Linked DNA regions of Zea mays: regions 2, 3 and 4 are each linked to region 1. The links are chromatin contacts, called in public Hi-C maps. All regions are on one chromosome and are shown on one strand. The core of a region is the stretch at or near the end of the contact, and the rest is flanking DNA. Distances in the headings are between cores, read along the strand shown.

The links. A called contact is a pair of places that touch in the nucleus more often than the background predicts.
Region 2: a Hi-C map of leaf shows a contact between it and region 1, with 4 times the contacts expected there. The contact joins the enhancer-like site here to the promoter of LOC100284201 in region 1. A contact is called at or near these places in 2 of 25 Hi-C or Micro-C datasets (endosperm and leaf).
Region 3: a contact with region 1 is called in a Hi-C map of endosperm, with 4 times the contacts expected there. The contact joins the promoter of LOC100284000 here to the promoter of LOC100284201 in region 1. A contact is called at or near these places in 5 of 25 Hi-C or Micro-C datasets (bundle sheath, ear, endosperm and 2 more).
Region 4: a contact with region 1 is called in a Hi-C map of leaf, with 4 times the contacts expected there. The contact joins the enhancer-like site here to the promoter of LOC100284201 in region 1. A contact is called at or near these places in 2 of 25 Hi-C or Micro-C datasets (leaf and tassel).

Annotation. Positions count from the first base shown.
Region 1 is chr4:150,804,307-150,807,118 of Zm-B73-REFERENCE-NAM-5.0, forward strand. LOC100284201 reads left to right here and starts at 1,499. Exons shown (of 1, transcript NM_001279800.2): 1 at 1,499-2,549. The coding sequence starts at 1,656. The coding sequence ends at 2,312.
Region 2 is chr4:150,664,553-150,667,320 of Zm-B73-REFERENCE-NAM-5.0, forward strand. No RefSeq gene overlaps it. Among protein-coding and RNA genes, the nearest start is that of LOC542093, 88 kb to the right of the region's middle. Within about 2 kb of position 1,414, at least 17 of the 20 cell types and tissues checked have an H3K27ac peak or open chromatin away from gene starts, as enhancers often do. A contact at or near this core is called in leaf, where this site is marked.
Region 3 is chr4:150,561,854-150,564,907 of Zm-B73-REFERENCE-NAM-5.0, forward strand. LOC100284000 (ubiquitin-conjugating enzyme E2 16) reads right to left here and starts at 1,581. Exons shown (of 7, transcript NM_001156898.2): 1 at 1,479-1,581; 2 at 1,056-1,115; 3 at 695-765; 4 at 1-99. The coding sequence starts at 700. It overlaps LOC100192809, which reads left to right and starts at 1,742. Exons shown (of 11, transcript NM_001358576.1): 1 at 1,742-1,970; 2 at 2,086-2,162. The coding sequence starts at 1,930.
Region 4 is chr4:151,006,093-151,009,167 of Zm-B73-REFERENCE-NAM-5.0, forward strand. No RefSeq gene overlaps it. Among protein-coding and RNA genes, the nearest start is that of TRNAA-UGC, 3.3 kb to the right of the region's middle. Within about 2 kb of position 1,824, at least 11 of the 20 cell types and tissues checked have an H3K27ac peak or open chromatin away from gene starts, as enhancers often do. A contact at or near this core is called in leaf, where this site is marked.

The sequences.
Region 1 (2,812 bases), core at 249-2,748:
GCTAGCCGCGCGGTACGGTTCCTCAACCCCGGTTCTCGCGCCTTCGTTCGACACACGTCACTACCGCCATCAATACTGAATTTCGACACACGACACACGTCAACCAAACAAGCTTACTATAGTATACAATGACGGTTGCCGCTGCCTGGGAACGGGAAGCGTCACCCTTGGTCTGGCGGCTGAATCCACGAACAGCACGGTTCAGGCAACCATCCGCCCCTCGTGTCACGCCGATTCTGTTATAATGTAGATATAGAACACGAAATTTAGAGAACGTTAAAGAAAATTTAGAGGACGAAATCTTTTAGAGTGTGTTGTAAAGGAAAGAGAATATTTTTTTAGAGAACGAAATTTAGAAAACGCTACTGAAAATGCGATATGGACGAGAGCGAGTTGTCCATAGTCACCTAGCAGTGTGCCCCACCCATGCATATCCACTGAGTCCGAAAGCCGATGAGCCTTTTTGCGTGAAAACGATCGGTCTTGAGCCCAGTCTCTACTCTTGACTCAGAGGTGTTTGGTTTCACCAAACTAAACTAAAATTTAGTTTCTATCATATCGAATATTTAAATAAGAATTACAAGTGTTAAATATATAAATTAATGACATAGATAAATACTTAGACGTCGAGACGGATTCATTAATTCTAATTAAACATATATTTAATACTCTTAATATATTTAATACTAGTAATTGATTTTCAAACAATCGATATCACATAGACTAAACTTTAGTGGGGATAACCAAACGCTCCATCAATCGCTAGCTAGCCTGGCTAAGCCAGATAGCGCTGGAAAATACAGCGAGGGGATCTCGCCCAGCTCAGGGCCTCTGTGCCCGCACAGTTGATTTGTTTCACCACCCATACAAGATAAGGCTTTGTTATACGAGCCCCTTCCTAGCTAGCCTTGCCACATGCCCCTGCTACTATTTGTAAAAGACCTGCAGATTCCAGCAAAGTGAGAGCCCGCTGGACCCAGATTCCCATGTGCCCTGCTCCCCCCGGCCTCCCCCACGGGTACTGTGCCTACTGCACCTCTGCACCCCGGTCCTCTTCTTCCACCCCCTCTGCCTTTGCACTTCCCTGCGGTGTCATCCATTTCATGCTCACTTCCTCTCGCTCTAGCTTACACCTTGTTTACATCATCTAGAGATTAGCGCTATTCGTTCTTGGTTCAACTAAAATTTAGGTGACAAAAAAAAAACGTATTCATGGAAGAGAGACTTTGAAATTTGAGATCCAATTTATAAGCCCGACTCACAAGTGAACTCACACGTCATTGTGTGTGACAGGGGTGTCAAATCTTGAAAGGATTGCGAACTGAATGTGCGTGTTCTGTTGTAGCCAACGAAACTGAAATGCTACATGGTTGGTCAGATAGGCATCGTTTACCGGAGTTTTCGTGTGTTTCAGCTGAACGAATGCGTAGGCAGTGAAATGGCACTAGAGTGGTAAAACACGCGGAATAAAAAAAACTTTATGTGACTAGTCTACCTCAATCCATTATAAATCTACCTGGGGCTGGGGTGTCCCTCTCCCCCGTCACCTCAAAAACCTCTCCAACCCCACCGGTCCACCACCGCCAGCCACCTCTCCCTCGCTCTCACTCAGGTCCCCCGCAACACGACGAGAGGCAGCAGGACCGGAAGGCGCCATGGCCACCACCCGCGACGTCTCCGCCGCCTCCGCGGCCGCCATGTTCCACGTGTACCAGCCCATGCCGATGCCATCCACGGCGGCGGCCCCCGCGAAGGCGGGCAAGAAGGAGGGCGGCAAGGACCGGCACAGCAAGGTGAACGGGCGCGGGCGGCGCGTGCGGATGCCGATCGTGTGCGCGGCGCGCGTGTTCCAGCTGACCCGCGAGCTGGGGCTCAAGTCGGACGGGCAGACCATCGAGTGGCTGCTCCGCCAGGCCGAGCCCTCCATCGTGGCCGCCACGGGCTCCGGCACCACCCCGGCCGTCTTCGTCTCCTCCTCCGCGCCGTCCACGTCCTCCTCCTCCCACTCCCACTACCAGCAGCAGCAGCAGCAGCAGCAGGCCACCGTCGTCGTCCTGGGCAAGCGCCCGCGCGAGGAGGGCGGCGACGCCGCGGCGGCGTCCGTGCCGGCGTTCTGGGCGGCGGCGCCGCGGACGACGGCAGCAGCGGACGCCAGCTGGGGCTTCTCGCCGCTGGAGGCCCAGCAGGCGGCGGCGGGGTACGTGCCCATGGCACAGGCGCAGCAGCAGCAGCACCACCACCACCACCTCAACCTGCTCGCCGCGCTCTCCGGTGCCGCGAGGCGCGCCGAGGCGGCGGAGGAGACCCGATGACTGCTAGCCTAGTAGCTACATGCATCCGCCACTCGCGCGCATGCATTGGTCCTTTGTTGTCCGTGTGCTCGCTCTTGGCAGCGTAAACGTTCTTGATTTTTGTTTGTGTGTGTGCCCTTGTGATCTTGGCTCGTTAGCTAGAGTAATCCAGACTTGTTTTGACACACGGGTGATGATAATGCATGCGCAAGGATCGATCCATGGCATCTGAGAAATTAACGTTCAGATGTGCAATCACCATCCAGGCTATTGCTAGCTAGCTGTAGCTGCGGATGAAGCAGATTACAGCAATGATAACCGGCCTGCGCGCGGCGAGGGGGCGAGGAAAAGGAGGAATCAAAGAATTCCCTTTCGCCAGTCGGTCGCTTTTCCTCTCGTCAAAAAGGCTGCGGCGCCTGCGCCTGCGCCTGCGCGCGCGCGAGGCACAGCCGCGCTCTGAAAGGTGGAGGCCGTTGCGTGCCTGTGCGCTGCTGCTTGGTTTCCCCGAACCGGTTCGTGTC
Region 2 (2,768 bases), core at 164-2,663, 140 kb before region 1:
AAACTATATTAAAGGAGAGAACTCTCTTATGTATTTTGCCACTGTTCAACTAAACATGTGAACACCACATTGAGAAGCAAGTAAACAACTAATAATATTGAAAATAATCGTGCATCATGTTGGTTTTGTTGTATGTGCATCTAGTAAAAATAAAAACCACGGTAAGGAAATAAATTAATGTCCAAATTGGAGATTTAATATCTATTTGGAATATTTAAGAGTGGGAAAATAACAAAGAAAAGAAGAGAAGGGAGAAAGTTATACTATAAAATATAAAGTAAATTGAAAAATAAATAAATTATGCCCATAATGGCCTGATCAAAGGATACATTCAAAAATGAATACAAGTTCACAATATTATTTAAATTCAAATTTGAATTTTGAATAAGGAGAAAAGAAAAGAAAAATAAAATACAAAAGAAAAAGGGAAAAGGATCCAGTTGGGCCGCCAGATCAATTCGGTCTAGTAAACTATTACCACGCGCGGCCCAGCCACCTGTTCCCTCGAGCCCGCATGCGCCAACCACGCATGTGACTGCCACGTGGGGTCCACTCGTCAGTCCGCACATTATACGTCGCGTTTGGTTTGCGCTCGCTGACCAACTAGGACGCTCAGTCGGGACGTTAGCTGTAGGTGTGAGCCTAAGAGTCTGCCATGTGGGGCCCTTATGTCGGCTACTTCCTCGACCCCCACTCGCGCACGGCCGACGCAGCTACCGTCAGGATTCTCGCGATCAACGCAGACTCTTCTTCCCCCCTTAAGCCGTTATATGGAAGCTGGGTCGTAGTCCTTTCCTTCCTCTTCGTCTTGCGCACGTCAATAGCCGCGCCGCTGTTTTTGCCACCCCTGTGAGAAGAGAAAACGGTGGGAGCAGTGGTTGTTTCGCCGCCGCCGCAGGAGATCCTCCACTCGTCGACGGTAGGGTCTGCGGTGGGGTGGTCTTGCGCTTCTCCTAGCTGGGGAAGGGTGGACGTTGCCGAACCGTTGGGGATTCGTCACCAGGGCCGACCTAATTGCTCGTCGAAGACCGGTCTCACTGTGAACCACAAGATTCCGCGGCCAGGTCCGCCCGTGCGTCTAGCAGTGGTGAGATACCTTTTCCGTGTTTCGGCGTACTCTACTCTACGTTTTGCAGTCATTGGCGTGGGTAATCGGGTCGAGAATGAGGGAGGCGTAATACTCCGGTGAGAGCGCCGCCGTGCGTGGAACGCCGCCGGCCAGTAGTGGGAAAGAAGGTGGGCGAGTTCGTGTGAGCCATTAGATCGTCCAGATGTGACTCGGATTAGGTGTAGGATACCGGTTCGGGAGGAATAAAATTAGGGGCGTTGACGGATGATCGGAGGAACGACGCCGTTCGGATCCGCATAAAAATCTGGACCGTTGGATCGAATCCTAGACACACGATGGCGTACCGTTTCACGGCGGCATTGATCTAATCTAAGGCACACATTTTCGATCCAACAGCCCAAGATTCGCGATACCCCTTCGCTGCGCGCTTTTTTCACATGAGCCCCTGGAAAATTTATGAATCAACCCGCAGTCCATCAGCAGGGAGTTCTGAGTCTTAGGAATTTTTATACGGTAGCCCCTGAACTCTCTGGTTATTATGTACCCAGTCCAGGAAACTAGAAAACCAGGGAAAAGAAATTAGAAAATGATTTTAAATGTCAAAATAATGGTTAGAACTTGTTAAATTCCTAGAAAATTCATATTAGTCCAAATTGATCCATTCCAGTTCCTATAATTTTGTAATAATATGGTTTATCACATAGTATCTCTGTTTTGACATGAAAACTATATTAAAATTAATCTCCTAATTAATCTTGTACCTAGCACATAGAACCTTTGGAAATTCATAACTTAAAATCCATAACTCCAAAATTAATGATTCCTGTTCCTATGATCTTATTTCAATGTGTAGATTATTAATATGTATTTTGTATACATGTTTGGTGTGATGTTAATTTCTTCTTTATACTATGCCTGTTTGTATTGTGGCGAGTAGAAGAGCCAGTGGCTGAGGATCCCGGAGTTCAGCAAGTAGAAGTTGCTGAGCAGGAGCTCATTCAAGGCAAGTTGTGCCCTTGACCACTTTTATTACCCAACAATGTTCTTTATTATCACTTATTCATGCATAGGCTTAATTTTGATGGGACCCAATAGGTCACCCTAGTTTGGTTATCTTGTTACTTTGTTTACCCCTAAACTATTTGGGTAGTTTTGCTATTGCTCTATATGGTTTTGGGTTTAATATTATATTATGTTCATGTGCCAATTATACTGTTATTTTATTTATTGTTCATGACAAGATCATTATTTTAATTGAAACATGGAGCTTACCTTGAGAAACATGTGCCACCACAAGGGTGGAATGGGACGCCCTTGGCTTACTAACTAGGAAATCTAGTGGAGGACTACCTTACCCGATAGAGGCAAGGGCAGTAGGGGAGTAGGCGTGTAGGGAGGTTCCCGGGTTGATTTTGCTGTGATGGCGGTCAGACGGAGGATTCCTGCATTGCTCTTCCTAGAAACTGTAGCGAGTTTTCTGAAGCTAGTGGAACTAGGTAAAGGCCTCGTAGTGTTACCCTACCTCGCTTCCTTGGTAGAGGTGTATGGGATTCATGACCTCTTGGCAGATGGGTAACATGACTTGTGGGTACAGGGTACAACCTCTGCAAAGTGTAAAACTGATATACTAGTCGTGCTCGCGGTCATGAGCATCTCAAGACTCTCGCATGATTAAATTATGGAACTAAATTCAATTTGT
Region 3 (3,054 bases), core at 331-2,830, 240 kb before region 1:
GAATATGTTAGAATCATCACATATTAATTGGATATCAGGGTCAGCTGACTTCTCTCGCTGTACCTCCTTGTACTCCTTGAAAAGCCTTGCCCTAGATGCCTAGAGATAAAAGGTATTGCCAAAAAGGTTCAGGTTTCATGTTAAGAAAGAACCTTGTGACACAAAATATCTGATGGGTGTGGTGCATGATTTGATGTAGCATGTAGAATTTTCCTTGTTGACTACAACACCATACTCAATAAACTAACGTCTCGTTTGGATCCTTGGAATTGAATTCTATTCTAATAATAGAAATTTAGGCAAAGATCAACTAAGCTAATATAGTTTTTGTCGAAATATATTTGTATATTATTATTAGCAATATGTGGGAGATAAAATCATTTCCCATATTCTACCCCATGAACTTAAGATAGACTTATATTTGAGCTTCAGAAAGTGGTGGAATGTCAAATTCCAAGCCAAATAATCTACTTTATTAAGTAAATTCCAATTTCTCCAAAATGAATAGATCCAAACGGCCCTAAGAGGAAAAAGATGACATCGCTCCCTATGAAATACAAACCGTTGGCTATATGATCTTAAATAGTGGCATAACTGATGCATGAAGTAGCATAAGGAAACATGATCATTCAAAATTTAGGGGAGGACTGACATATATGCAATCAACGTGCTAATGAAGCAATTGCGAACTCACCTGCATCTTCTTGGTTCTCTACTAAAGAGTTATGACCCCAGGTCTGATTTAGGCAAAGGCATTACTGAATGCTGGCAAAATAAAAAACAATACTAAGTTAGAAAGATTCAGTAATATAGACAAAATGAATTACAGTGAGCTTTTCACGGACAACAAAATACCAAACCAAGATAAACATCATGGAACTAGATTCAGATAGTTATTGGCAATAATAATACAAAAAATTCATGAACTAACCACTCAGCAACAAGTTCTCATAAAATGGGAAAAAGACTGGCACAACAAAAGAATGGTCCCCTGACAACATAGTCAAACACATAGAATGTTTATTGATCATAAATATTTTCTCCTACCATCATACCTAGTGAAGGTAGATTAAATGTGTTCTCCTAACTGTAGAGCCAGTATCGTACAAACTCATCTGCAATGTATGAATCACACTTTCAAGATATTAATTAAATCATGCCAAGGTGAAGCATCCACAACAGTGTGTACTAATGAAGAAACCAAGCCAATCTACCCCAGCTCCTCTTCAACTTAAACGCCGGTGCCACCGATCTGGGTATTTGCCTGCCCAATCATCAGATCGACCATCGTTCGGCGGGCAGCAGCGGACTCAGGATGCCAGCCAAATACCAAAAAAACGCGCACCGGAAACCAGTCAGGAACTTCAATTCCCCTAACCCGACGACATGAGCCGCTACTTCCCTCAACGCCCTTAAATATTATCTCAACCATAACCGTATACGTATTGAAGTAAAGATACGGATGAAATAGAGCGTACCAAACGAATCTTGGGCTTATGGTGCCGGCTGGTCCATTCCGGCGTGGGAAACACCCGTCGGGAAATGTTTCTACGGAGAGAAGGGAGGACCGGAGGAGCTTCTGCTGTGACGGTGGGCAGTGGCCGTCGGAGAAGGGAGTTGGGGGAACCGTGCAAGGCGGAAGAGGCGGCGGTGGGTCAGGCCCAGCCCAGGTGCAACCTATATTTGGTCACCAACTCAGATAGCCAGCCCAAGTACAACTTGGACTCCAGCCCAAAACGTTTCTTCTTGAGAAACACTCCGCTCTCTCTTTCCTCCTGCGATTCTCCATCTCTTTCCCTGCTCCGTCTCGTCGTTGTCTTCCCCTTTTTTTCCTCAGCCACCTCTCTCCCTCGCTAGAGCAAAAACCTTGCCACGAATCGCCGACACTCCAACCCGGAAGAGGCAACGAGGTGACTCCGCGCCTCGGTCATGGGTGACAGCCAATACTCCTTCTCGCTTACCACTTTCAGGTTCGTGCTCCCCTCGCTACATCGCTCGCTTACTCGTCTCCCCCATCGAGATCGGTGGGATTTTTGCGTCGTTACGGTGGTTTGATGTGAATTTTTTTGGTTGATTTCTCTGCAGCCCGTCGGGAAAGCTTGTGCAGATAGAGCACGCGCTCACGGCTGTCGGATCCGGGCAGACCTCCCTAGGGATCAAAGGTTCGATCTGTGCAGTATTCCGCTCTCGCTCCTCTGATTTCTTATGTTAGTATTTTTCTGTTGCTAGGTAGCAGAGATATGAAACAGCATTATGACGTCTTAGCACGTGCATTACATTAGGTCATTGCGGAGGGTTTAGAATTAGATCCTCTGGAAGTGTATTATTTTGGGTTTGTCTTCTTATGTTTGTGTCTTTGCATCGATTAGGGCTTCCATCCTTTCTCGTTAGCATTGCAGTGTTAATTGAAGATAACTAAAATGTAAATTCAACTGTGTATATAGTTGTGATTTTCTTATCACCTGGATAGCTACAAACATTTGCGGCTGTTTTCAATTTGTATGAATTATTGCTTGCAGCATTGGGCATTGCATGATTCATAAGTTCAGGTTGGGATGTGCACGCACACACAAAAAGATCTCTGACTAAATTACTAGTCCCTAAGTCCCTCCATTCCAAACTATAAGACATTTTGGCTGTTCTAGATACATCACCTTTGCTATGCACTTAAATATGGCTAGGTATATAGTTGAAACAATGTATTTAGAAAAATCAAAATGTCTTACAATTTGAAATATGGAGTACCAATTTAGTCACGATTAAATTATTTCTCTAATCTAATATGAATTGTCAAGTTATTTGAGATTGGACTTGTAAATTCCATGATGACTATTCGTGCTAATACATTTGACATCTTTTCCTATTTTTTACTGCATGTGCATGCTTACATTGCCCAAATTTTCTTTCTTCTTAATGCTAATCCATGCTGTAGAAATTGATGCTGATCTATTTTTGTTTGGATGGTTTGATGTTGAATGGGGGCTGTTGGAAATTGCAAGTTTGTTTTGCCACCTCATCTCTAGAGCACCGACTAACTCTCTTTCACAGAAGTCA
Region 4 (3,075 bases), core at 574-3,073, 200 kb after region 1:
TTTTAAGCTTTTCAAATGACCTCGTTTGGAAAAAATCACCAAAATAAAGTTGCAGATCTCTAAAAGTTATAAAACTTCGTAGTTTTCAACCTTTTCATTTGAAATCGTTTGGGATATCAAAATTTTATCTGAATTGGTAAATTTTAAAATAAATTTTTTGCAAGTAGCCTCCTATGGAAAAAGTATCAAAATAAAACGTGTAGGACTTTAAAAGTTATGAAACTTTGTAGTTGACAAGTTTTTCGTTTGAATTTGTTTACAGTCTTAAACAATCAATTTATACTCGGTTTGTTCTAATATGTGGGCGAAAAATTGCTATCTAGCCACATGCTAATTGATAGGTGGAGTGGCAGTCGAGGTTACGCCTGAGGGTGAGGTTGGGTTCGAGAGCCTGGAGCCGTGTAACGCGTGAATTTTGTGTGAAAATTACCGTGATTTGAGACGTAGAGGGGTATCCCTTTAATGAAAATATTTTTTTTGCTAATTTAAAAACCCATTTTATGTTTTCTAGAATTATTTATACTTGCGGTTTTATTACATCGACCGACACTAGAAATCGATTTCTACTGCGGTTGTATTAACGGAACCGTCAATGAAAATTGATTTCAACTAGCGGTTCTTAGTTACTCGCCTATGAAAAAAATATTTTTACTGATCCGTAAATGGTTCGAAATAACATCAATATTAGGCCTTGTTCGGTTACATGGGATATAATCCCACCATGGATTTAATCCGGGTATGGATTGGGTGAATCCATATCTCACACCCAATCCCATGTTGGGATTAAATCCATCAACAAATCCATATGACTTTCAAAGCTAGTTATTCTTTTGATCCATGGATTCTAATGTAAACTTGTGCAATATCTCATGGATTTGTTCCATACCTAATGGGCTATGGATAGAATCCATGTCTTCCATAGTTTAAAAAATTCTCAAACCTTTGGGTTATATTCCATGATGGGTTTAACCGAATAAAAAAAATTAAGTAGTCTTGGATTATTTTGGGGCATGGATTGAGGCATGGATTTAATTCCAATCCATGCTAATCCAGAGCGGGATTGGTGTAAACGAACAAAGCCTTAATAGGTTTTCAACCACCACTACTGAACTTGTTTGTACTAGTGAAACCACGTACAACGGACTCGCTTTCTTGATCTCCTATCTATCCCAAAATCCCGCTCGTCATTTCCTCGACATCTTTGCCGAGGGCTTCCTACTGCCTATCTCTTCCCTCGCGCCCAACTATGTGTCTTTCCTCTCCCGTGCACTTGCATGTGATTTTTCTCTCCAGAAAAGGTAACAAATAGCTAGTCCCTTGGTTAACCCCAGCCAAAAAAAAGTTTTCTATTTTAAAAACCCCACTACAAAACTCTATATGTACCTAGGATTTTATATAAACTATTGTGGTTGCTCTAAATTACATACAAGATATGCTGTTGGAGGCTAAAAGGATACATACATTGATTTTTTATGTAAATGAATATTCAAATAATAATTTAAAGACTGGGTTCAGGAAAGATGCTCTAATGAGTACTGACTGGACAATTCCACGCCACAAACACACATACACAAAAAAAAAGATCGTGGTGAACCAACAAAAAAAAGGAAACAGAATCGCAAAGAACCATTGGAGAAACGTCAATAAAATTGACAAAAGTCTGCAGCAATCATTGGTGAGTTCCAGCAACCCCCAACCCCCAATTCAATAAACTAACCGGCCGCCGGCTGGACTGGCCCCGGCTAGATCTGCACCGAATCCAAATCTGGGCTCCCCGGGGGGTTGTCGCTGTAAAGAAAGCACAGGCACGGTGACACCTCCTCGACGAGGCGGTGGAGCCTACGGCGGGGCCAGAGGCACCACCGCGAGTTCGGCCGCCGGGTCCTATCCTAGCTCCTCCCGTCCGGGCCAGAGGCACCACCGCGAGTTCGGTCCGCTGAAAAAAAAACAGGGCCATGGCTTGCTGCTGCTGGAGTGCTGACTGCTGAGGGCATGGGCATGGGCATGGGCATGCATGCATTTGGTCGCTCGGTGGTGCGGTTGCAAGCTGTTTTTTTTTTCCTTTGGGGGTCGCTGTTACTTTCAAATAATTTTTTTCTTTTCTTTTCTTGTTATTTTCTCTCTCTCTTTATACTAGTGGTGTGTTTCTTTTTTAGCTCAATGAATGCATCTACAGCACCAATTATTTCTCTGGAAGCCTCAGCTTTCAGACTGTCTTCAGCGGTTACTCCTAAATTTCTCCTCCTATATCCCACTCACGTGCCATGTCAGCGTTCTGTTCCCCCCTATATCTTTACCCTGTATAGCGGTTCCCCCTAAATCCTTCCCCTATACCCCCACTATAATCATAAAATACCATTTTCCATACATATTCACCATCTATTATCAATTTTTTCTCAACTAATAAATACTGCTGTACACACAAACCGAGGCAAGGGGAGTCCTTGGGGTACCCCTTGATGTAGCATGCTCATCCACCCGCCGCTAGTACTGTAGCACCGGTAGGGGCAACCGTTGTAGCGTTTAGGGGTGGCCTGTAGCCGTCACGGAGAGAGGAGGAGGACGCTAGCATCCACCGTTGAAGATAGTCTCAGGCAAGAACTACACTTAAAAGAACTTTTGCGTCTTCGGCCCATGGGCCATGGGATCCCCCCGCTAGGAACACTGGCCGTTCTCTTCCTAGCTCACCGGGCCCCGCGCGCCCCACTGTTCTTTCCCTTAACGAGGAGGTGCAAGCTAGTAAGCGAGAGGCCATAGTAGAAAGAACAGAGCCGAGGACGATGGCTCATCGGGCAGCTAGCTCTAGTCCTCCTCTCCTGCTGCTTCTCCTAGTGCTCGTGCTAGTGCTAGTGGTCGCCCTACTTGCCTTCCTCCTTTCCGCTGATCCGGACGTCGATCCGTCCGACGGCAAAAGGCGGCCGTGCCTGCTGTAAAGGCTCCCAAGCCCAAAGCATGCGGGCTAGAATACGCGCGGTCGGCGAATGGTGCGCGGGCGGGCTAGCTCGATCTCGGCTCATTCGCTGGCTCGTTCGTGCGCGGGGGCTCCACCTCTCCCCATGGGCCCCATCCAATTCC